Linked DNA regions of Sus scrofa: regions 2, 3, 4 and 5 are each linked to region 1. A link is a contact called in public HiChIP or PLAC-seq and promoter capture Hi-C data. All regions are on one chromosome and are shown on one strand. The core of a region is the stretch at or near the end of the contact, and the rest is flanking DNA. Distances in the headings are between cores, read along the strand shown. Region 1 holds the start of CTSF (cathepsin F). Region 2 holds the start of RBM4B (RNA binding motif protein 4B). Region 3 has its middle 18 kb from the start of RBM4B. Region 4 holds the start of DPP3 (dipeptidyl peptidase 3). Region 5 holds the start of RBM4 (RNA binding motif protein 4).

Region 1 (4,107 bases), core at 651-3,150:
CAGGAGAGGTGCTTGGGGATAAGAAGAGGCAGAAGTTCCCCTGGGGCAAAGGTGGGCTCTGGATCGGGCCTGAAGCTTATTTCAAAAAGGGTGGCACCCTGGGGTAGGTGGGGGTGGGGGCCAGACTTGCAAGTGGGTTAAGAGGGGGGACGAACTGGGGTGATGACTTGCCAGCTATGAAAACAAAACCAACCCGGGCTCTTAAGGGCACCCCCAGACAGGAGGTTGTGGGCAAAGGCCACCCTGCTGGGGGTCCTCCAACAGAGAAAATGTGGCCTTTGCCCCACCCCACTTTATCCAGAAAGATGGAGACCTATGGTTTCTGAAAACCAGATGGGAGAAGGGGTCAGGTACCTGAGACAGATGCCAGGTCCTGGGAGGCTGAGCAAGAACTCGGGAATTTAGGGCGTCCTTGAAAGGATCTCTTGTGCCCTTCCCCTCTCCAACACCACGGTGCCAAGTTGGGGGGAAGGCCCTGACCTGACTGGGACAGCTACAGCCAAGGCTGGGTCCTCACCCTCCTTTGTATCATACGTCCGATTATAGGTGGTGACAAATTCCTTGAAGATCGAAGCCATCTTCACAGAAAAGTCCTGGAAAGGCAGAGGGGTCTTTTCAAGGAGTCCTTCTCAGACTGACCAGGGAGGGGAAGAGAGGGGACATAAGGCAGCAGCCAGCTTCCCACCTGGGGCAGGGGATCCTTGTTCAACAGTGGGAGGAATGAACTGAAAGTCTCGTTTGTGTCATCTGGAGAGGGTTCCAACAGAGAAGAGTTAGGACTGAACCCTAGGTGAGGTGTGACCTGAGCTCTCCCAGCATCCTGGGCTGTCCCAGCACCTGTAACCTTGGTATCCACTGGGCCACAGTCCCGCCTCAGCAGCATGTGTTTTCCCAGCTCGTCCAGGACTTCGAAGCTGCAGAGCTGGAGGCAGATGAGGAAGCCAGTCAGGGGACTGGGTTGGGAGCAAGGCCTCGGCAAGAAGGAGCTGGAGGGGTCTCAGATGAAGACCAGCTCCAAGGCAATCACCCCCAGAGTGGAGAGCCGGGCAGACACCCTCCCTTTCACAGCATCTTGGTCTCTAGCCGTCCAGGCCTGGTTAGGGACTCAGGGTGGAGTAGCCGAGGCCTCAAAAGCTCCCTCTAGAAACCTGACCCATCAGCCAAAGGACTGCCAGACTCAGTCCGGGGGCAGGAAAGCGCAGGAACCCCATCACTCACCAGGGTTTTCTTGGATATAGGGAGCTGGCACACGGTAGGGTCGTTGCAGGGAGGCTCCACCAGAGTGGCCTTCAGGGAGTACAGCGACCCCCGGCCCGCCTGGATGGAAGGAAGGATGAGGCACCCAGAGCCACTCCCTCCTTCGTCCGGCTTTCACTGGGTCGACAGATCCACCATGTCCCTTCCTCTTCCCAATCACTAGAGATCCAACGCCCCCGCCCCAAGTTTAGCCCCCTCCCCAGGTCTGGCGTCCAACGCCCTCGCCCCAAGTTCCCAGCCCTCCGACGAGGGCCCCGCTCGCTCCGGACCGGAGAGCTCCCGCCCCGAGTGGGTCCTCACCCGGCGGACGCGTCCGCGCACGGCCCTCAACGCGGCCCTCGTCCCGGCAGCCCGGCCGCGGTTGTACATCTCCAGGGCGAAGCGGGCGGGCGCCAGGAGCTCCGGGGACGCCAGCTCCCTGGCCTGCGGGCCGGCCGCTCGGGGCTTCTTGGGGGCGGGAGCGGCGTCCGGGAGCAGCCCCAGCAGCAACAGCAGCTGCAGCCAGGGGGCCATGGCGAGGGCGAAACCGGCGGCCCGGACTCACGCACAAAGCAACGCGCGGACCAACCGACCGGGCGGAGCTGCCCGCAGCCGGAGGGCCCTCGTCCCCCACCCGCAGCTCCAGAGACCGCGGGGCGCCGGCCAATGGGCGCCGGCGGGGTGCGCCTGCGCACTATGTTGTTTACGTGAGGCACGTGGGGCGCGCCGGCCGCGCAGGCGCGGAATTACAATCGCACCCTAAAGCGGCGTAGCAGCAGCCGGGGCTGGAGGGGGCCCGGGGTTGCAGCCTTGAAGTAATCTTTTTAGGTCTTGGATCTGCTGTTTGGGGAGGGGAGAGGATGCTGGCCTGAGAATAGAAATAATAACTGGCATTTCTTGCGTGCTTATTATATGTTACACGGTTTATGCCATCCCTCTCTAATCACGGTAGCCATCCTGCGAAGTAGGTGTTACCCGCATCTAATCAGTGAGGAAATGGAGGCTTAGAGAATTTAAATGGCTTTGCCAAACATCTGTTACGTGAAAGAGCCGGACTTGAACCCAGGGAGTTGGCCTCAGAGCTTGAGTTCACAGCTTGATCCTCTCTTTCGTTTTTCTCTCTCTTTTTTTGTCTTTTTAGGGCCGTACCCAGGGCATATGGAGGTTCCCAGACTAGGGATCAAATCAGAGCTGTAGCTGCCGGCCTAGGCCAGAGCCACAGCAACACTGGATCTGAGCCTCGTCTGCGACCTCACCACAGCTCACAGCTACAGGGGATCCTTAACCCACTGAGCTAGGCCAGGGATCGAACCTGCATCCTTATGGATGCTAGTCAAGTTCGTTAACCACTGAGCCATGGCGGGAACTCCGGTTCCTCTCTTTTTATCAGTAAAATGGCACCTAATATTCTCTGGACTGGCAGTGCCTCAGGCTGTTATGGGGATCAGAGGCAAATGTGCAAACAGTGCAGGGGGCTGGGACTGATCTTTTGTAAGCATTCACCACTATGTTCCAGGGCCCAACAAGAGGAAGCGCAGATGCACTAAGCATAGTGCTGCCTATTGGAAGCTTCCAGTGTAGTGGAGAGACAGGTGAGAAAGGAATTTTCCTCCAAGATGTGACCGGCTATGGGAGAGGCATTGGGACTTTTCTTAGATCCAGATTTCCAGAGATCCACATTGGTGTCTGTCGTATTTCACCTTTGTGGGAAACCATCTTCCCCAAAGCCTGTTCCCTGGACACTGGAGCCTCCTGATGAGTGTCTGGAAGAAAGTGTGACTTATCTTCTCATCAGACTGAGGCAAGAGACATACTTATAATTCATGGAGGAAAAGGAAGGATATTTTAAGTCACACATGTTGGAGTTCCTGCTGTGGTGCAACAGGATCAGCAGTGTCTTGGGAGCCCTGGGACGCAGGTTCTATCCTGGGCTCAGCACAGTGGGTTAAGGATCCAGCGTTGCTGCAGTTTTGGCTTAGGTTGAAACTGTGGCTCGGATCTGATTCCTGGCCTGGGAACTCCATATGCCTCTGGGAAAAAAAAAAAAAAAAAAAGTCACACATATGTTATCTCGGGCAATTCTCACAACAACCTTCAAGAGAAAAATTGTACAATTACCCATGAGGATAGTGAAGCAGGGGCATGCCAAAGTTCAGAAGCTGAGCTGAAAAGAGGGAGGCAGCAGAGGAGACTGGGAATAAATGGACATTGAGCGACTAAGAGAGGGTGATGTCAAGAAAGTAGAAGAGGAAGTTCCCAAGGTGGAGCAGTATAAATGAATCCGACTAGTACCTGTGATGTTGCGGGTTCGATCCCCGCCCTCACTCACTGGGTTAAGGATCCAGCATTGCCATGGGCTGTGGTGCAGCTTGCAGATGTGTCTCAGATCCCGAGTTGCTATGGCTGTGGTGTACGCTGGCAGCTACAGCTCTGACTAGACCCCTAGCCTGGGAACCTCCATGGGCCACAAGTGCGGCCCTAAAAAGCTAAAAAAAAAAAAAAAAAAAAAAAAGAGAGAGAGAGAGAAGAAAGAAAGTAGAAAAAAGGAAAGTATCTCAAGGAAGAGAAAGTGGAGTTCCCTTGTGGCTCAGTGGGTTAGGGATCTGGTGTTTTCATTGCTGTGGCTCTGGTCACTATTGTGCCACAGGTTCAGTCCCTGGCCCGGGGAACTTCGACATGCCATGGGTACAGCCAAAAAAAAAACCCAAACAAACCAATTTTGGAGTTTCCATTGTGGCTCAGCAGATTAAGGACCCAATACTGTCTGTGAGGATTTGGGTTCAATCCCTGGCCTTGCTCAGTGGGTCAAGGATCTGGTGTTGTGGCATAAGATGCAGCTGCAGCTGATTTGACCCCTGGCCTGGTAACTTT
Region 2 (4,107 bases), core at 524-3,023, 110 kb after region 1:
CTTTAAAGAGTAGCTAAAGGCCAGGGCACCACTGGCTGAGGCAGAGATATCTGACACACTATTTGCAATCTCTACTACTGGTAAACTTTCTTACCCTTTTCTGGTCACCTTTTTCTCCTTTCCATTTCTTTTCTGTTTTCTAGGTTTAGTAGAGGACTCTTGAGTAAGTGTTAACAACCCCTTTAGCGGCACTCGAGAAAAAAGGTCTTAATTTACAAACCTGAAAAGTGGCTGTAAACCTGTTGTCCAAGATGATGCTGTCAACAAGAAACTTGTAGAAGAGCACTATGCACAGAACTTTCTGTGATGACGGAAATGTTCCATATCTGCATTAATACAGCAACCGCTAGCCTCATATGACTCTGAATGCTTGAAAGGTGTGCAGCACAACTGAGAAACCAAATCTTAAAATTTCATTTCAATTTAAAAGTCACATGGGGCTAGTGGCTACCACATGAGCACAGTTCTAGAGTCTTCAGACAACCTCCTGGCATTAACGACAACATATGTACCTTTATTAATAACATAAATAATACAGCAGCCTTACTGCAAATCTCATAAGCAGGACCATCACTCCCATTCAACCTAATATTTTTAGAAATTTTCTTTTTTTCCCTTCGAGTTAAATAACAGTAAGTGGAACAGTCTAGTCCCTGCCATGGTCTCTGGACCTGCTTGTATAGTTCACAGTACTGAGCAAATCTGAGCAAAGAGCTAATCCAGAGTCACCACCAGGAACACCTCTAGATGTCTCGGTTCTCCTTTCCCATAACTCATACCTCAAAGCAGTAAAGAGTATAAATCTTAACCATTTAAAATCTCAAAAAATAAATAAATAAATAAATAAAACTAAAAGGAACTCCCTGGTGCTTCAGCAAGTTAAGGATCTGGCATTGTCACTGCTGTGGTGTGGGTTCGATCCTTGGCCCAGGAACTTTCACATGCTGTGGCCGCAGTCCAAAAAATTAAATAAATTCTCTAATATAACACTTTCCATCATATCATAAAAGAAGCAGGTAAGCCACAGGCCTTCGTCCTCCCCTCTCCCATGAGGTACTCATTGGCCCAGGCAGATTAAACCTCCAACAGCACTTAAGTGAATGAAGGCTGCAGGATAAGGTAACCCCCACTGTTTGAGATTCTACAAAGTTGCTGAGGAACATCTTGGCAAAGGTGAAAAGGAGAAGTGTTTGCTTCTCCAAGAGTAAGTTGTGCTGAAGTGTGGTAAACATACAATCTATTATTTCCAACCGAAATAGAATGGAAGACACCACCCTACCAGACCCATGGTCCTGTGTTTCTGCCTCTGTCTAGAACTAGACCCCACTCACTCTCGCCACCCAGGCCCCAGGGCAGTTCACCTTGAAACTCTGTGTTGTCAAGGCCCCTGATGGCCTCCACCGCATCCTCTGCCCGCTCCATGTGTACGAAGGCATAATCTTTCACGATGTCACATTCGATGACTGGACCGTACTCCTCAAATTTGGCCCGAAGCTCTTGGTTGGTACAAGTAGGACTGATGTTGCCCACATGCAACTTGGTTGAAGCTTTGCTCTTATTCTTGCTGGCTTCCACGTTGATGTTCACCCCGTGCAGCTTGTAGTGGTGCAGGTTGCGAATGGCATCCTCGGCCGCCGTCTTGTCCTCTATGTGTACAAAGCCGTAGTTCTTAATGATGTCACATTCCAGCACCTTCCCATACTGCTCGAACAGTGAGCGGATCTCCTGCTCTGTGGCCTCCCGGGGCAGGTTCCCAATGAACAGCTTTACCATCCTGACAAGAGCCTGGGAGAAAAGAAACGAAATTTCCAAAAGTTAGCAGTGGAGGAGAAATTTTCGGTACACTGCATTTTGGATTAATCCTCCGAAGTTCTTGGCATCTTCAAGATCCTCACATAGACATTCATTATTCTTCCAAGAGCGGAGGGAAAAGATTTGCTTTGAAAGAGTAGTGTAAGCTCTGTGTAATGTGCAAACAGAGCGGGTGTCAGCATGCATTGCATAGTCCAACATCTCTGTAAAATGAGGCACATTCTAAGCACAGGGTTGGTTTAAAAAACTCTTTTTGGGGGAGCAGGTACGAGAAGACTCCAAGCTGGGAGCAAGAGGCATCTATCTGACTGTCCCTGGTAACAACGGTTTTGGAGGGAAATCTGGGTACCTCTCCTCCGTGCAGCATCACCTTTCACGATACTCTAGGAATAAAAAGGCCTCCTTGGCCCCAAACTAGGACCACCCCTCTTCAAGCGGCCCAACTCCAGTTCCTTCGCCCCAACAAAGACTCGACCTGACCCCTGCCCCGCCCCCTCCGGAGACCCGGCCCCGCCTCCTCCCGTTGTCTTCCCGGACCTCTTGCAGTGTGAGGAGAACGGCAAACCCTAGGCCGTCCCCGTCCGCCAGAGACCCGGCCCGGCCCGCTCCCAGGCCCCCCACACACCCACAAGAACCCCTCGCACCTCCGGGTGGCGGCGGCGGTGGCGGCGGCTCCCGCGTCAGAGAGAACCCTACAAAATGGCGACGGCCGCTCGAGCCTCGGCGGGACCGGGCCCTTTCTCGCGCGCCAGCTCACGCACGCGCGAGTGCGCGCTGCCTCCCTCCCCTCCCCCTCGCGGGAGCCGGGCGACCAATCCCGCGGCCGCATACAAATGGCTGCCCGGGGCTCGGCTCCCAGCCGCCCCGATACAGGGGCGGGGCCAGCTGGTGACGGCGCTGCGGCGCGGAGGTCAGCCCGCCCCCTGCCCCCCGGTAGCCAATCACCACCCTGGAAGGTGGCGGGTCGGAGCTCCTGCGTCAGAAGGGCTCTGGACGCAACCACTGCCTGGGTGAAATCAGAAGCCCGGGAGAGTCACTAAGCATCACAATGGATCGTGCTATTGGGCCATGGGGGTGGGGGAGGAGGGCAGTGGCTGATGACAAAGGGTTATCTCACTGGGTCCGCTAAAAGGCGGTTTTCTCAGAGGCCTGGCCATCCTCTACGGCCGCTTGGGAGAACGTTTGAGAAATACGGGCGCGCCACATTTTAGGCAAACCTAATCTTTCTTTGTAGAGTTTTTAAACATAATTAAAAATTTTTAAATTGCAAACATTATTCATTGGTGAGGAAACGGAGGACTAAAAATGGCAGAGCTGAGTAGCTCTAAGAGGCTAACTTAGTTAAGTTTCGTTTGTCATATGTATTGAAAGGCGAGTTTTCCCTCCCTAGCTAGAGAACTAGGCCCTAATTGTGTGTCATTCGCGTTTCTGGTCCTTGGCGAGCACACCAAAGGAATACCTGGTGTGCAGGCCCAGAGAGGGTGCTTGTTTCAGGGGTAGCCCAGCGTCCCCACGTGCACACCAAGCCGCGGGAGGGCTGGGAAATTGAGTTCCCCGGCACTTCCTCGCTTTCAGAACTCAGCTGTGGTCCAAGGGCACCTCCTGGTGGCAAGAAGGGAAGTTATTAATGTGAATTACTCGCTGTTAGCTTTGAACAAAGAATAGACATTTATGGAGATGGATGGCCTGAGCTTATCTGCAGGTAGAGCATGCCAGGTTGGTTGTCAGTCACCGTTCCTCCTTGATATCCTCTCAGATACTATCAGGCACAAATTCTCCAGGCTGCTCTCTTCCTGCCCAACTACTTTGTTATGTTTCTTTCCCTGAATTCTTTTTGAAATTCCGGCAATTTCAGAAGAGGCACTGTTCTTCCAATTCTGATAACACTCATGTTTGTCTCCCACCTAATTCTATTTCTCTCTCCTTTTCCCTCTCTTCTTGGTCATTTCCAGTTTCTCTCTACACTCAGACTTTTGAAACATGTGTAGGGACCTCCTTGCCCATTTCTGAAATAGTTTACAGTCATCTTCACCATTACTGTTTTTTTTTTTGTTTTTTTTTTTTGTCTTTTGTCTTTTTAGGGCCGCACCTGCGGCATATGGAGGTTCCCAGGCTGGAGGTCTAACTGGAGCTACAGCTGCTGGCCCATGCCACAGCCACAGCAATGCCAGATCCGAGCCGTGTCTGTGACCTACACCACAGCTCATGGCAATGCCGGACCCTTAACCCACTGAGCGAGGCCAGGGAGCGAACCTGCAACCTCATGGTTTCTAGTCGGATTCATTTCCACTGCGC
Region 3 (4,107 bases), core at 538-3,037, 91 kb after region 1:
CTTCCATGTGCCATGAGTGCAGCTGAAAAAGAAAAAATAAAATGTCAGTCCTTAGGCCTGGAAATGTCTGGTCTCTCCCCCACATTCCGGTGTCATTTCAGATCCCTTTCCCCCTCACCTTTTCCTAACCACACGCCCTCCTTTCAGATCCTGTTAACTAAAGACTTTCCCTGCCTCACGGCCTTCTAGCTGAAAGGACCTTTTCTCTTGACTATTTTAGGGCTATTCCCCCCCCCCCCTTTTTTGGCCATCCTGTGGCATATGGAGTTCCCGGGCCAGGGATCAGATCTAAGCTGCAGCTGTAGCAATACTGGATCCTTAACCCACTGTGCTGGGCCGGGGATCAAACCTGTGTCCCAGTGGTCCCAAGATGCTGCTAATCCTGTTGCGCCATAGCGGGAACTCCAGGGCTGATTTACTCTTCAGGTCCTCGCTTCAGGATCAAGCTTCAGAGGAAGGTCCCTGACAACCTCTAAGAGATGCTTCCCCACCCCCACCCCCATTCTTCCCTACCATTGTGCCCAGTTTGTGTATTTTGTGGTACTTAGTTTCTTTGCTTACTCATGCGTTGAATATTTTCCTCATAAATTGTAAGTAAGGGGGCTGCCCCAGTGCCTGGCAACAGTGTCTGACTTGTAATGGGCATTTAATAATGTGTATTTATATATAAGCTATTTGAATGTTGTGCTTCTCTTAGGAACATACTATCCTCTACCCTTGTCCCCATCATTCACTGCCTTAGCAGTTATCAGTTGCTCAAGAAACTGAGTGCCAGCACAGGACCAGGCCCTGGGTAGGACCAGAGGATTCCCAGATGGCCCATTAGGGTTAGAGTTGTGCTCTACTCTATATGTCAGCCGTCAAGAAAGGCAGACGTTTAAAAAAAAAGGAGTTCCCATTGTGGCTTAGTGGTAATGAACCCGACTAGTATCCATGAGGATGCGGGTTTGAGTCCTGGCTTCACTCTGGGTTAAGGATCCAGCGTTCCTATGAGCTTGTGGTGTAGGTCACAGATGCAGCTCAGATCCCAAGTTGCTATGGCTATGGCCATGGCTTTTTTGCCCCCTAGCCTGCGAACTTCCATGTGCCATAGCTGTGGCCCTAAAAAGCCAAAAAAAAAAAAAAAAAAAAAAGGCAGAGGTGGTGGAAATGATAACCTAGGAAGGCCCTTTAGCTTGGAGATTGGTGATCCCTAAAGGCGAAGCTTGAGTGGGTATGTCTAGGTTCCACAGTGGGCAAGAACCGGGGCGGCGGGGGCTGGGTTCCTTGAAGACCAAAGGAGGAGTGATGACAGCTCCCTCCCTGTAACTCCCTTCAAGAATAGAGTGGAAGCTTCTCTTTTGCTTGCACACATCAGTTTGTGGTAGTAATAGCGAACTGAGTGCTTTACATTTACTTCACACAATAAAATTCCCATTTTATGATGAAACAGGCTCAGAGAAATTAAGTAGCATGTCTAAGGCCACAGAAAGAGCTTGTATCTAAGTTCTGGCCCTCGAGCTCCAGAGCCTAAATTTCAGCCATTAGTCTAGTGAGTGTCCTGAGGCCTGTTACAGTGTGGTCCAGTCCCAGTTCTGACTTCCCTGCAGGGTCCAAATCTCTGAGCCTCCTCCTCTGCTCATCTTGATCGTGAATCACCTTGTTCTGTTCCAGGTAGGGGTGGGGAAGGTGGCAACAGCGTTGTGGTCCCTGGGGTGTTGGCCACGTGCCCAGCTTAGATGGTCTTCGTCCAGGTTCCTCAAACTCTCGTCCTATGGAGAGGCTTGGTGTGATTCACCAACATAGCCCTGAAACCACTGGCCATGCCGCAGTGTAGAAGGAGGATAGTGGTGCTTAGGGTGGGGAGGGCCTTTCCCTAACCACTCATTTTCCTAATTCTCATAGCCATTGTCCTGCCTCTCAGGTCAGAGCCAAGGGTGGGCCAGGACCACTGTTGCTGGAAATGTAGTTCACCTTGCCAAATGCAGAGGCTAACCCCGTCACCACCCCCTCCTTATAGACTCAATAGGGTCTAGCCTTAGGACTACTGGGTGCCTCTGCCAGCTGCTCTTCTCCATTTCAGTAGCTTCTTTCTTCATCTCTCTGCTGTGGTGAGCACACAGTAGGAATCACCTACTGTGTATGTACCTTGGGGGCAGGGGCAAGTCATTTAACTGCCCTGGCTTTACCAGGGGAGCCAAAGGATGCTACCTCATTGGTTCTTGTGGATTAGTAGAGAGAATGACCGGAGTGAGTCCTTCAACCTGTAGCGCCATAATTGTGCGATTTAAATTTTGCCTGGATCCTCAGAAGGCCTGCAAACCTAAGGCACTACTGATTGAGATCATTTTGCCAACCTTTCCATGTGTGGGTTCCTGTGGCTGATCTCTCATTTCTTGCACTTCTCGGCAATAGAGCCTTGATCTTAAAGCCTTGAGATGGATTTTTCTGACAGAGCTGACAACTCTTCCTAGGAATGTATTTTTATTTCTTCCTTCCTCCTCCTAAATATCTCAGAGAACCAGATTTGTGAGCCAAATTCTAACAAGCCATGAGAGCAGTCTTAGGCAAGTTGTTTCCCTTTTCAGGGCTATCTTGCAGCCAACTAACCCTCCTTTCCTGCCTTGTGGACAGGCTCTGTGCAGTGTATTGAGTGCCCTTTCTATGCCACACTGACTTCACTGTGTGGCTGGCAGTTAGAGGAAAGTATAGATTTGGGGCTGTCTCAGGCCTAAAAAGAGCAGGACTTGGACTGCAGTAGTCTAAGCTATTGCCAAGTTGGAGCTGTGGCTCAATGGGTCTTTGTCTCTGCAGGGAAGGTGTTGCAGTAGAAGTCAGGGAGTTCTGAGACACCACCTAGGGGGACCTGGATGCTTTTCTCCTGGCAACAACATTTAAATCAGGCTGGGGTTTATTTTGCCTTGTACTTGAAGTGTGTCAGAATGCTGCTGCTGTGGCTGGTCCTTGCTTGCATGGTGCCCAGAATTTCATCCTAAATAGCTGACTGTCCAGGAAGAAATCCATGGAGATGGAAGGCCTTGGGTATTTTGGGTATTAATTCATTTTTTTCTCCAAAATGGGACAGGGACATGTTGGCCATCATCTCTCACAAATATTTCATTCTCTTTGTGGACTGGTGTGTGTGTGTGTGTGTATTATTATTTTTTTTATGGCCATGGCTTATGGAAGTTCCCAGGCTAGGGGTCGAATAGGAGCTGCAGCTAAGGCCTGTACCACAGTCACAGCAACACCGGATCTGAGCCATATCTGCCACCTACACCACCGCTTGTGGCAATGCTAGATCCTTAACCCACTGAGCGAGGCCAGAGATCAAACCCCCATCCTCATGGAGACTGTTGGTTCTTAACCCACTGAACCACAGTGGGGACTCCCTGATAAGTATATTTTTATTTCAAAGGAAAGAAATACGAAAAGAGAGTTTTAATCTTAAGGCATAAAGAATAAGCTTTAAGAAAAAAGTTAACTCTCTTGGAGTTCTCTTGCAGTACAGTGGGTTAAGGATCCAGTGTTGTTGCTGCAGAGGCTTGGGTCACTCTTGCGGGATGGGTTTGATCCCTGGTCCAGGAACATCCATGCTGTGGGTGTGGGTCCCTCCCCCCCAAAAAAGCTTTGGAGTTTAATTATATAATTGTCCTCTGAACTCTCATAGTGCTTTTACATTTCTTATAGTAATTACTGTTTTGTTCATATTTTCCCCTCTCAAGATTTCTGAGGCCTATCTCATCTCCCTGACCCCTTAGCACTCAGTGGTGCCTGGTGTAAAGCCATTAGGCAGAGCCTGGCTCACAGGTGCTCAGCAATGTTAGGGTGGGAGAGGCACAACCGATCCTCTGGAAAGCTTTAGTCAGTCAACCTCAGGGATTTAAATAACTCCTGCCCCCTTGAATCACATATACTTATGCATGGTTCTTTTCCTATCTTTAAGGCAGTATTCCTTTAAAACAAAACATCAGCTTCATGATTAGGGGATTGGCCTGTTACATCTCAGGCAAATCTCATATCTATAGTGCTAGTCACTTTTTTAAAAAAAACTTTTCAAAAAATAGGTATTTTTTTTCTTTTTGGCTGTGCTTGTGGCATGCATAAGTTCCCAGGCCAGGGGATCAA
Region 4 (4,107 bases), core at 748-3,247, 93 kb before region 1:
TCTAAACAGGAGTTGAGGGAGGAGAGAGGACTCACGGTTCTAGAGTGTGGGCTGTGACACAAGGGCTGCTATTACTGAACGCCCCCCTCGTGCCCTGTGCCGATGGTGATAATAACCACGTTCACGAGCACTCACCAGGCACCGATCGCTGCCTGGCAGAGGGTTTGTTATTTAATCCTCACCGTAACCCAGGGAGGGAGATGTTACCATTTCTGGTTACAGGGAGATTAAAGCACACGCTCCAGGTCACACAGCTAGAAAGTGGCCAAGTCAGATTTGAATCCACACCACCCGCCTGGCCTCGGAGCCTTCCGTCTCCGTCTCACTGGGCTGCTTTCCTTGAACGGGGAGGGATGGGGTGGGAGGGCAGCCCAGGTAAGGGGACAGCATGGGCCAAAGTGCAGCAAGGAAGACGCTTGACAACCAATGAGCTGGGTGTGGAGGGGCAGAAAGGAAGAAAGAGGGGTGGGGACATGGGGCTGGGGTCTGGGGGACCTTGGTTGCCATGGAGTCCAAGTCTGAACAGGATCCCTATTCACCTGGGTTAAGTGTCACCTCTGTCTGAGAGCCAAGGCAAGCTCAGCGTGCTGCTAGGGTTGCTCCAGGCCTTTCCTGGGGCAAGAAAGCTGGAAAGACAGGTAGATGGAGATTCTGGAAAAATCAAAAGAGTACCAGCTTGATGTGGGCATCTTCCCCAGTGGAAGACAGAGCCTGAGGGAGAACAGATTCCGAGGGAAGGGACCTGGCCCAATCCACGCAGCTGGTTGGAGCCACAGAGACCACACCTGGGGCTGTTGAGAGGACAGGGGATGCGTGCTGGTGGTGAGAAGAGGACGTGATCAGATTTTTGATTCCAGAGCATCCTGCTGCTGCAGAGGGGGAACCCAGATGGGATGCTGGGGGGATGTGGAGACACTGCAACTCTCTCTCACACACACGCGCACACACATCCGGAGCAGTAGGAACTCAATTCTTCCTAGATTTCATCTCACTTTCTTGGGAACTAGATAGGGGAAGAACTCAGACATGTTGGTGGAGGGGGGCCAGACAGCCCTGGCCTTGGCTCAGCTCTGCTCCTTTCCAACTCTTGAAGCCTCAGTCTTCTTAACTGTTAAATGGACTAACATTCCCTGCATCACCAGATGGTTGTGAATGTATGGAGAGTACCCGTAACATGGTATGTACTTTTTTTTTTTTTTTTGCTTTTTAGGGCTACACCTGCAGCATATGAAAGGTCCCAGGCCAGGAGTTGAATTGGAGCTGCAGCTGCTGGCCTACACCACAGCCACAACAACACAGGATTCAAGCTGCATCTGAGACCTACACCATGGCTCATGGCAACGCCAGATCCTTAACCCACTGACCGAGGCCAGGAATCAAACCCGCATCTTTGTGGATACTAGTCGGGTTTGTAACCCACTGAGCCATGATGGGAACTGCCTGTATGTACTGAATGTTACTTTCTCACCTATCCCTCTTCATTCTCATGGGAAAGAGCCAAGGCTGGGGATGGTCATGACTCCAGGGAGTGGACCATGTGATACTGTGTGTGTGTGTGTGTGTGTGTGTGTGTGTTGGGGCACGTGGGGGGATACTGTGTCGTTAGGTCTAAGTAGGTCTAGACCCCACTTTAGGAACACCCGAGGACTTCCTAGGGACCCTTAGGGAAGTCAGTACAACCATTACCCTCACTTTCCCCATATGTACAATAGGTAATGAGATCCTCCAAGTCAAGCCGCTAGCACAGTACTTCAGGAAGTGCTCGTATTAGCTGTGATGATTAAAAATGCAGCTTGGGGAGTTCCCATCATGGCACAGCGGAAACGAATCTGGCTAGGAATCATGAGGTTGCTGGTTCGATCCCTGGCCTCGCTCAGTGGGTTAAGGATCCGGCGTTGCCCAGAGGTCACAGATGCAGCTCAGATCTGGTGTTGCTGTGGCTCTGGCATAGGCCAGGAGCTGTAGCATGTATTCCACCCCTAGCCCCCTAGCCTGGGAATTTCCATATGACATGGGTGTGGCCCTAAAAAGCAAAAAAAAAGCAGCTTGGTTGGGGGTGCTCCATGGAGTACTGGAATCTTTCCTTGGCCTAAGCTGCCCCCTGGTGGCAATGAGCAGCACTACCTCCTTTATCCAAGTCAGGGAAGGCTTTACACCCATTTTAAAGACAGTGAAAATTGAGGCACAGAAAAGAGGGGGGTGCTATTTTCTGAGTTCCTCCCTATAGTGATAATTACCATCAAAATCACCAGTTAGCAGCACGGTTGTGCTCAGCAGGGCCTTGAACACCTTTTGTGAATGAGAACCAGCACCAGTGGTGGGCGGCTGCTAACTCTGGGCATAGACACAAGTGTGGCAAAGCCCGGCAAGGAAGGTCTGTGGATTTCAGGTGTCCTCTCTCCTCCAGTCCTCTCTGCACAACACTAGGGGGCAGCACTACCCTGTCAGTACCTTACTCAAGCCTTCAACATCCCTCCAGTAAAGACAATTTTCAGCTCGGTGTTTTGGCTGAGGAAGTCAAGACTCAGAGAGGTAAAGTGACCTTTCCAAGGACACTCAGCCAGTAGGCAGTGGAAGCCTGATTCCACCTTAGATGGCCTGGCTTTGCCCCTTTCTCTGACCTGGGACCCTCACAGTATTCTGCACTGGGCCCAGGCTGGTCACTAGGCACTTCCGCAAACCTTTCCCCACTCAGGCCAGCCTCCTGGGAGTCTGTCCAGACATGCAAGAGCGGATTTCAGGATGGACTCTACCCTGAGCAAACTTTCCCAGTCACAGGCGCCTTTCTCACCCATCGGGAACCCGGCAAGCACCGGCAAACTCCTAAGCCCCTTGCCGCTTTCTACTGAGGAAACTGCGGCTCGATGATATTTAGCTGCTGCCCCTCCAGGCTGGTGGCAAGCGGCGCAGGGAAGCACTCGGGGGCGTTTCTCCGCATCTCCGCACAGTGGGACCAACTCGGCCCTGGCAGGAGCCCGCGGAAGGCAATACAGTCTCGGAAGAGTCTCCATCCCCGGCCCTTGAATCCACTGAGGAAGGGGCATCACTCCCAAGGGGCAGGTTCCTACAAACAAAACAGAGGTTGGAGGACGCAGAAAACCCCCCAAGAGAGCGGGGATCAGGACTCTCTGTGGGGAAATCCCCGGTGCCCTGTCCGTGCCAGCCACGCCGCCCGGCCTGGACTCGGGGCACCTGGTCAGCCCAGTCTGTCGTAACTAGGCCACCACCCGGCCGGCCACGGGAGACTCCTGACCCCCGCGCGAGCGCCCCCGGCGGACGAGAGGCCAAGGCCGCAGGGCCATGCCGCGCAGGGCCCCGTAGCGCCTGGGGGCGGGAAGCCGGCGTGCCGGCGGAGGTCCCCTCGGCGCGCCTATTGGCTGGAGTCGACGCCCATCCGAGCCCCGAGGCCCGGCAATTGGCGGGTGGGGGCGGAGTTCGCGGAGCCCAATGAATGGGGGAGCCGGAAGCAGGAAGTGAGTTTGCGATCCGAGCAGCTGCGGCAGGTGAGGCGCGGTGCCCGGGTTTCGGGGTCACAGCGTGCCATTCTCGGGAGACAGGGCGAGTCTGGACCGGGCGCAAGATCACTCCCTTTCTGCCTCTCATCCGGTACCCCTTTCAGATTCATCGCGGCCACGAGGCCAAGGAACGCTCCGGGCAGCAAAGGGTTAACACCCCTTTCAGAACCCAGGGAGTCGTGCTATTCCGGAGCCGCAGCGGGGTTGGCGAGTGAGGTTAGAAACTCATTCTCAGTAAGGGAGGGCGTTGTGGAGCATATCCTGAGTTGGGAGACAGCTAGGTCCCAACGGGGCAGTGAGACCTTCAGTAAGTTGCTTGGCTTCTCTAAGCCTCACTCTCCCTATCTGTAAAATGAGTTTTCTCCCAGCTCTGAACTTGTGTGGCTCCGGTATCTCCCCTGGCTGAGCACAGAGAGAGGGCAGGAGGACGGAGGGCCAAAGAAAAGGCAGAGAGGTGAAAGTGGAACCGATCCTGGGCTCGGAGAGAGGAAGGGAACAAGGAAAATCATTACTGCTGTAGATAAGTTCCATGCGATCTGGTGTGACCTCATCTAATTGGCACACCCATCTTGCGAGCCTGGGGTTTTTATCG
Region 5 (4,107 bases), core at 927-3,426, 72 kb after region 1:
TTCACCATTTTTATGATCCACACCCCACGGAAGGGGGGGTGCTTTGAACGGTGGTATGTTCTACTTGTGCTATCTTAAGTTCTTCCATCCACACCCCCCCCCCAAAAAAACCTCTTCAAAAGCTGCTTTGCATAAGGATCATTGCTTGTTCAATGAATATGGTATTATGTGAAGAAGCCAAAAGATGATTTGAAAAGTGATAAGGGAAGCTGGACTCTGGATCCAGAGTGCTGTTACTGTATTTTGCTTATAGCTGGTTGTGATTAGGCTCTTCCCTCTAAGATCGGTTCTAGGAGTTATAAACCTACAGCTTTGGTTGATGGCGCCCAATAAAATAAAGCAAAAAACTTTTCTGCTCCAGTTTTTTCCTCAGGGCAGGGTGGGGGTGTTTGCTCGATCTCCACGGTCACACAGAGGAGTCTTTTCTTCGTCTTGGACCCTGGGAGGTTGGTTCCCCCAGGGAACTTGCTTCCACGGTGCCTCCCGAGTGATGCAGCCCTCAACCGAGCCCGCCTCGGGGACTTTATACCCTAATTGAAGCTGAACCCGTTAAGCGTTCCTTTTACCACCCATGAAAATAGTTTCAATTCGGGGTTTGCTCCGGGATCCGGTGTAAATTCTTGGCCAAAGGAGGAGGCTGGTTTTTTTAGGTGGGACGCTGTTTTCTTACCTGGTTTCTGGGTCTGCGTAAGCTACCATCCGCAGCATCGTGGCTGCAAGGGGTTGGTGTTCGGGAGTTTAAATTTGGAGGAGAAGGCAAAACGGAGCGCACGTGGATTGGCGAGATGTGGAAGCTTGACAAAGTTGGCGCCATGAAGCTAAACACCGCCACACCAGAGCTCTAACTCGCTCCGCCTAATGGCGGGCGGAACCCCGCCAGCGAAGCCCACGTTGGTAGTTCCGCCTTCACGCCGACCTCTCACCCAATCAATGACTTCGGCTTCTCGAGAGAGGTGCTCATTGGCTTTCGTCTAAACGCTTCGGGGTTACTGACGTTTACACCTCTTCCCGGCCTCAGGTAATTGGCATTCGTGGTAACCAATCAGGAAGAGGATCTACGGGAACGCCTGCCTTTTACTTTATTGAGCAGCCAATCCTGTGATAGGCTCACCTCCCTCTACCCAGAGTCACTTCTGCGGCCGCCGCCATTTTAGCGTTTTGTCAGGAGCGTCCGCGCCGCGAGGAAGAGCCCCTGCTGATTTTCGTGCGGGTGAGCGACTCCGAACCCCTCCACTGCCTTTCTTTTGTCTCGTTAAATCTTAACTCCTTCTTTGCGCCTCAGGGCTGTCCTAGTGGGGTTGTGGCCTCCGCACCCGTCACTGAGAGACGACCTCGGTGCTCGGCATTGCGCGGTAAGCCTGAAGCAGCCCTTCCCCCACGATCTCCTCAGAGAATACCTTGCCTTCTCCCCACCTAGCCCTCTCTGCCTGGCTTACAGCCTCGTGGTTTCCACGGAGATAACCGCGCTTCCCTTAGACTTAGAAATTAAGATCCTTTTTCGAGAATTTCTCAAGCCTCGAGACGTTGGCCGGCTGGTGAGTCTGAAGCCCCCTTCTCCGGCCATGCGTTTCTCTATTCTGCAGGAGCTTGTAGGACGGCGCCCCTAGAGAGGCGTTCCCCGCTCCAGCACTTCCTGTGGTCCCCGAACGCTTCGGTCTCCGGCCTAAGGCACCGGTTCACTGCTTCCAAGGGAAGCCCTAAAACGTAGCTATTACAAGGTCCAATTTTCCGGAAATGGTGGCTAATTCTTTGGTTATGAGAAGACGACCCAGTTCATAATTTCAGACGGTCAATCCAGCTAGCAGGGTAGTTAGAGATTTCTTTTTTACAGTGGATAGGAAGCCCAGTAACACCACCCCCCCGGGCTACATTTATGCCCTCACTTTTCGTTTCCATTCCCGTTTGGAAGAACTACGAAACTCTTAGCAAATCCTTTGTCTATGTCTACTAAAGAGCTCTGTTATAGATGCTTTCATGTTTTTATAGGTTCCACAGCTGGAAGTCTAACGGGCCTCCTTATTTCCATTTCCTTTTGATGATGTTGTAGAGGTGTGCGTGTGAAGTGTGTTAGAGGGGGAAAACTGGCAATATTTGTCAGACCGAAATTGGTAACTGATGTGGGCCTGAGGTCTTTTGTTAGAATTTTTGTTTCTTCTCGCCTAGGCTGTGTCCGAGATGGTGAAGCTGTTCATTGGAAACCTGCCCCGGGAGGCCACAGAGCAGGAGATCCGCTCACTGTTCGAGCAGTATGGGAAGGTGCTGGAATGTGACATCATTAAGAACTACGGCTTTGTACACATAGAGGACAAGACGGCGGCCGAGGATGCCATTCGCAACCTGCACCACTACAAGCTGCACGGGGTGAACATCAACGTGGAAGCCAGCAAGAATAAGAGCAAAACCTCCACAAAGTTGCACGTAGGCAACATCAGTCCTACTTGCACCAACAAAGAGCTTCGGGCCAAATTTGAGGAGTACGGTCCAGTCATCGAATGTGACATCGTGAAAGATTATGCCTTCGTACACATGGAGCGGGCAGAGGATGCAGTGGAGGCCATCAGAGGCCTTGACAACACAGAGTTTCAAGGTGAACCACCCTCTTTGGGAAGAGGACTGAGCACAAGTTTTTGTGTAGAAGATAGGTTGGATAAGTAAAGGAAGAGGTCTAGGATAGAGATACAGCTGTTGGCAGGCTAATGGTGAAGATTAAGTGTGGGTGATGGACTTAAAATGGAGAAAGCATGTGGTTTAGAGGCTTTACTTAGAGCAAATCAAGTCTAGGAGAAGAACCACTTGGCTATAGTTTGGAGCCCCTAGGCTTTTATGCCTATTAGTGCAGAAATCCTTTTCTCTGAAGAGTTCTTTAGTTGTTTTGTCGTCGTCTTTTTTTTTTTTTTTTTTTTTTTTTGAGTGGAGCGTATAGCAGTGGTCCACTCTGAAATTTATTGCTTTAGCACATGTTATTTTGCATTTGGAGGACCTGGCAAAAGCTGGCTTAAGCGATGTTATTTAAGAGTTAAGATTATCTGTTAAACTCCCCACCTCATCCCAATTACAGCTTCCCAGTAAATGTAATTAGTTGTTAAACTAGTTTTTAGAGAACTAGTGTCTTTAAGAGCTATAGTACTTACTGTTTTTCTGTTACACTTGTACTAAGAGGTTCTGATTGGAGGATGAGAACACTTTAGAATTGAGGCTAATCTCAGGAGTTTCTGAGTTGGGGGGCAGTGATGACAATACCTTTTGACTGGTTCAATATCCTTGGTGAATAGAGCATTTGGATGGGTGTTGTCTTGGAGCCTTGTTAGATGAATTATTAGTGTGCCTGGAAGGGAGCATGAGTGATACTATGGATAGATAGTTCATTTGGAAGGTATTTTATTTTCTTGCTTTAAGATCGAAGTTCCTATGGCCAGAGTGGCAGTAGTGAAGGGGGTGGTAACCATGGTGAGTTGCTAACTCTTCTTTCACTCACTTTGGATTTCCAGTGTCAAAAAAGCCTTTCTCTTTTGGTGTAACTACTACTAAATTTTGGGGTATTCCCACAATGCCTTGTTACATTTTTAACATATTTTTTTTAGCCCAGACAAGGCAGTGGCTGCTCCTTCTCCTGAGCAACACTCAATTGTTAAGAGTCATTGCTGCCATCTTTGGTATTTACTTCTCTTAACTTGAACCTTCTTAGACCTGGAAGTCTGATCATCATTCTCTTAAGTTAATGGGTGCCCTGTGTCATGGGTATTGGCTGTGCTTTGCTAAGAAATAATGTCACAGGTCTCTCAGGTCTAGTTTGTTTTTCTTTTTTAATTGGTAAGTTGAGAATTAGTTTGCGTCAACAACTTAATTGGGAGCAAGGGCTGCTTTGTGGAGAGTTTATGATATCTAATTTTTGGACATTCTTCTCTAAGCTATGGAAGAGGTGGTGGTGACTGTAAGTCACACATGTGAGGGAAGGATAGTTTGGATCGATATATACAAACTGTCTGAGGACCATAACTCTTGGCCTCTGAAGTCTGGGCTCTCATGATGCTTAGTTATTTTAGCTTTATTTACTTTACTATTAGTTATTGTCCTTAATATTGTTTAGAAGAGGTTCTTTATTAGAGA

What was found. Promoter capture Hi-C pulls out the DNA fragments that hold promoters and counts their contacts. HiChIP or PLAC-seq counts read pairs in DNA pulled down with a chosen protein or histone mark.
Region 2: a contact with region 1 is called in a promoter capture Hi-C map of fetal liver, with 5 times the contacts expected there. The contact joins the promoter of RBM4B here to the promoter of CTSF in region 1. A contact is called at or near these places in 5 of 5 promoter capture datasets (fetal liver, fetal skeletal muscle, liver and 1 more), 32 of 47 Hi-C or Micro-C datasets (adipose tissue, alveolar macrophages, blood and 14 more) and 2 of 2 datasets of contacts at active chromatin or transcription factors (alveolar macrophages and skeletal muscle).
Region 3: an H3K27ac HiChIP or PLAC-seq map of alveolar macrophages shows a contact between it and region 1. The contact joins the enhancer-like site here to the promoter of CTSF in region 1. A contact is called at or near these places in 8 of 47 Hi-C or Micro-C datasets (adipose tissue, embryonic fibroblasts, fetal liver and 4 more) and 1 of 2 datasets of contacts at active chromatin or transcription factors (alveolar macrophages).
Region 4: an H3K27ac HiChIP or PLAC-seq map of alveolar macrophages shows a contact between it and region 1. The contact joins the promoter of DPP3 here to the promoter of CTSF in region 1. A contact is called at or near these places in 2 of 47 Hi-C or Micro-C datasets (heart right ventricle and liver) and 1 of 2 datasets of contacts at active chromatin or transcription factors (alveolar macrophages).
Region 5: a contact with region 1 is called in an H3K27ac HiChIP or PLAC-seq map of alveolar macrophages. The contact joins the promoter of RBM4 here to the promoter of CTSF in region 1. A contact is called at or near these places in 2 of 5 promoter capture datasets (fetal skeletal muscle and liver), 4 of 47 Hi-C or Micro-C datasets (embryonic fibroblasts, heart right ventricle, liver and 1 more) and 1 of 2 datasets of contacts at active chromatin or transcription factors (alveolar macrophages).

Annotation. Positions count from the first base shown.
Region 1 is chr2:5,852,876-5,856,982 of Sscrofa11.1, reverse strand. CTSF (cathepsin F) reads right to left here and starts at 1,900. Exons shown (of 13, transcript XR_002341429.1): 1 at 1,558-1,900; 2 at 1,219-1,317; 3 at 838-922; 4 at 686-747; 5 at 518-593.
Region 2 is chr2:5,743,940-5,748,046 of Sscrofa11.1, reverse strand. RBM4B (RNA binding motif protein 4B) reads right to left here and starts at 1,773. Exons shown (of 2, transcript NM_001123188.1): 1 at 1,362-1,773. The coding sequence starts at 1,773.
Region 3 is chr2:5,761,776-5,765,882 of Sscrofa11.1, reverse strand. No RefSeq gene overlaps it. Among named protein-coding and RNA genes, the nearest start is that of RBM4B, 18 kb to the right of the region's middle. Within about 2 kb of position 1,787, at least 3 of the 83 cell types and tissues checked have an H3K27ac peak or open chromatin away from gene starts, as enhancers often do. A contact at or near this core is called in alveolar macrophages, where this site is marked.
Region 4 is chr2:5,945,909-5,950,015 of Sscrofa11.1, reverse strand. It overlaps DPP3 (dipeptidyl peptidase 3), which reads left to right and starts at 1,997. Exons shown (of 18, transcript XM_005654654.3): 1 at 1,997-3,503. The coding sequence starts at 3,452.
Region 5 is chr2:5,781,249-5,785,355 of Sscrofa11.1, reverse strand. It overlaps RBM4 (RNA binding motif protein 4), which reads left to right and starts at 2,176. Exons shown (of 2, transcript NM_001123187.1): 1 at 2,176-2,587. The coding sequence starts at 2,176.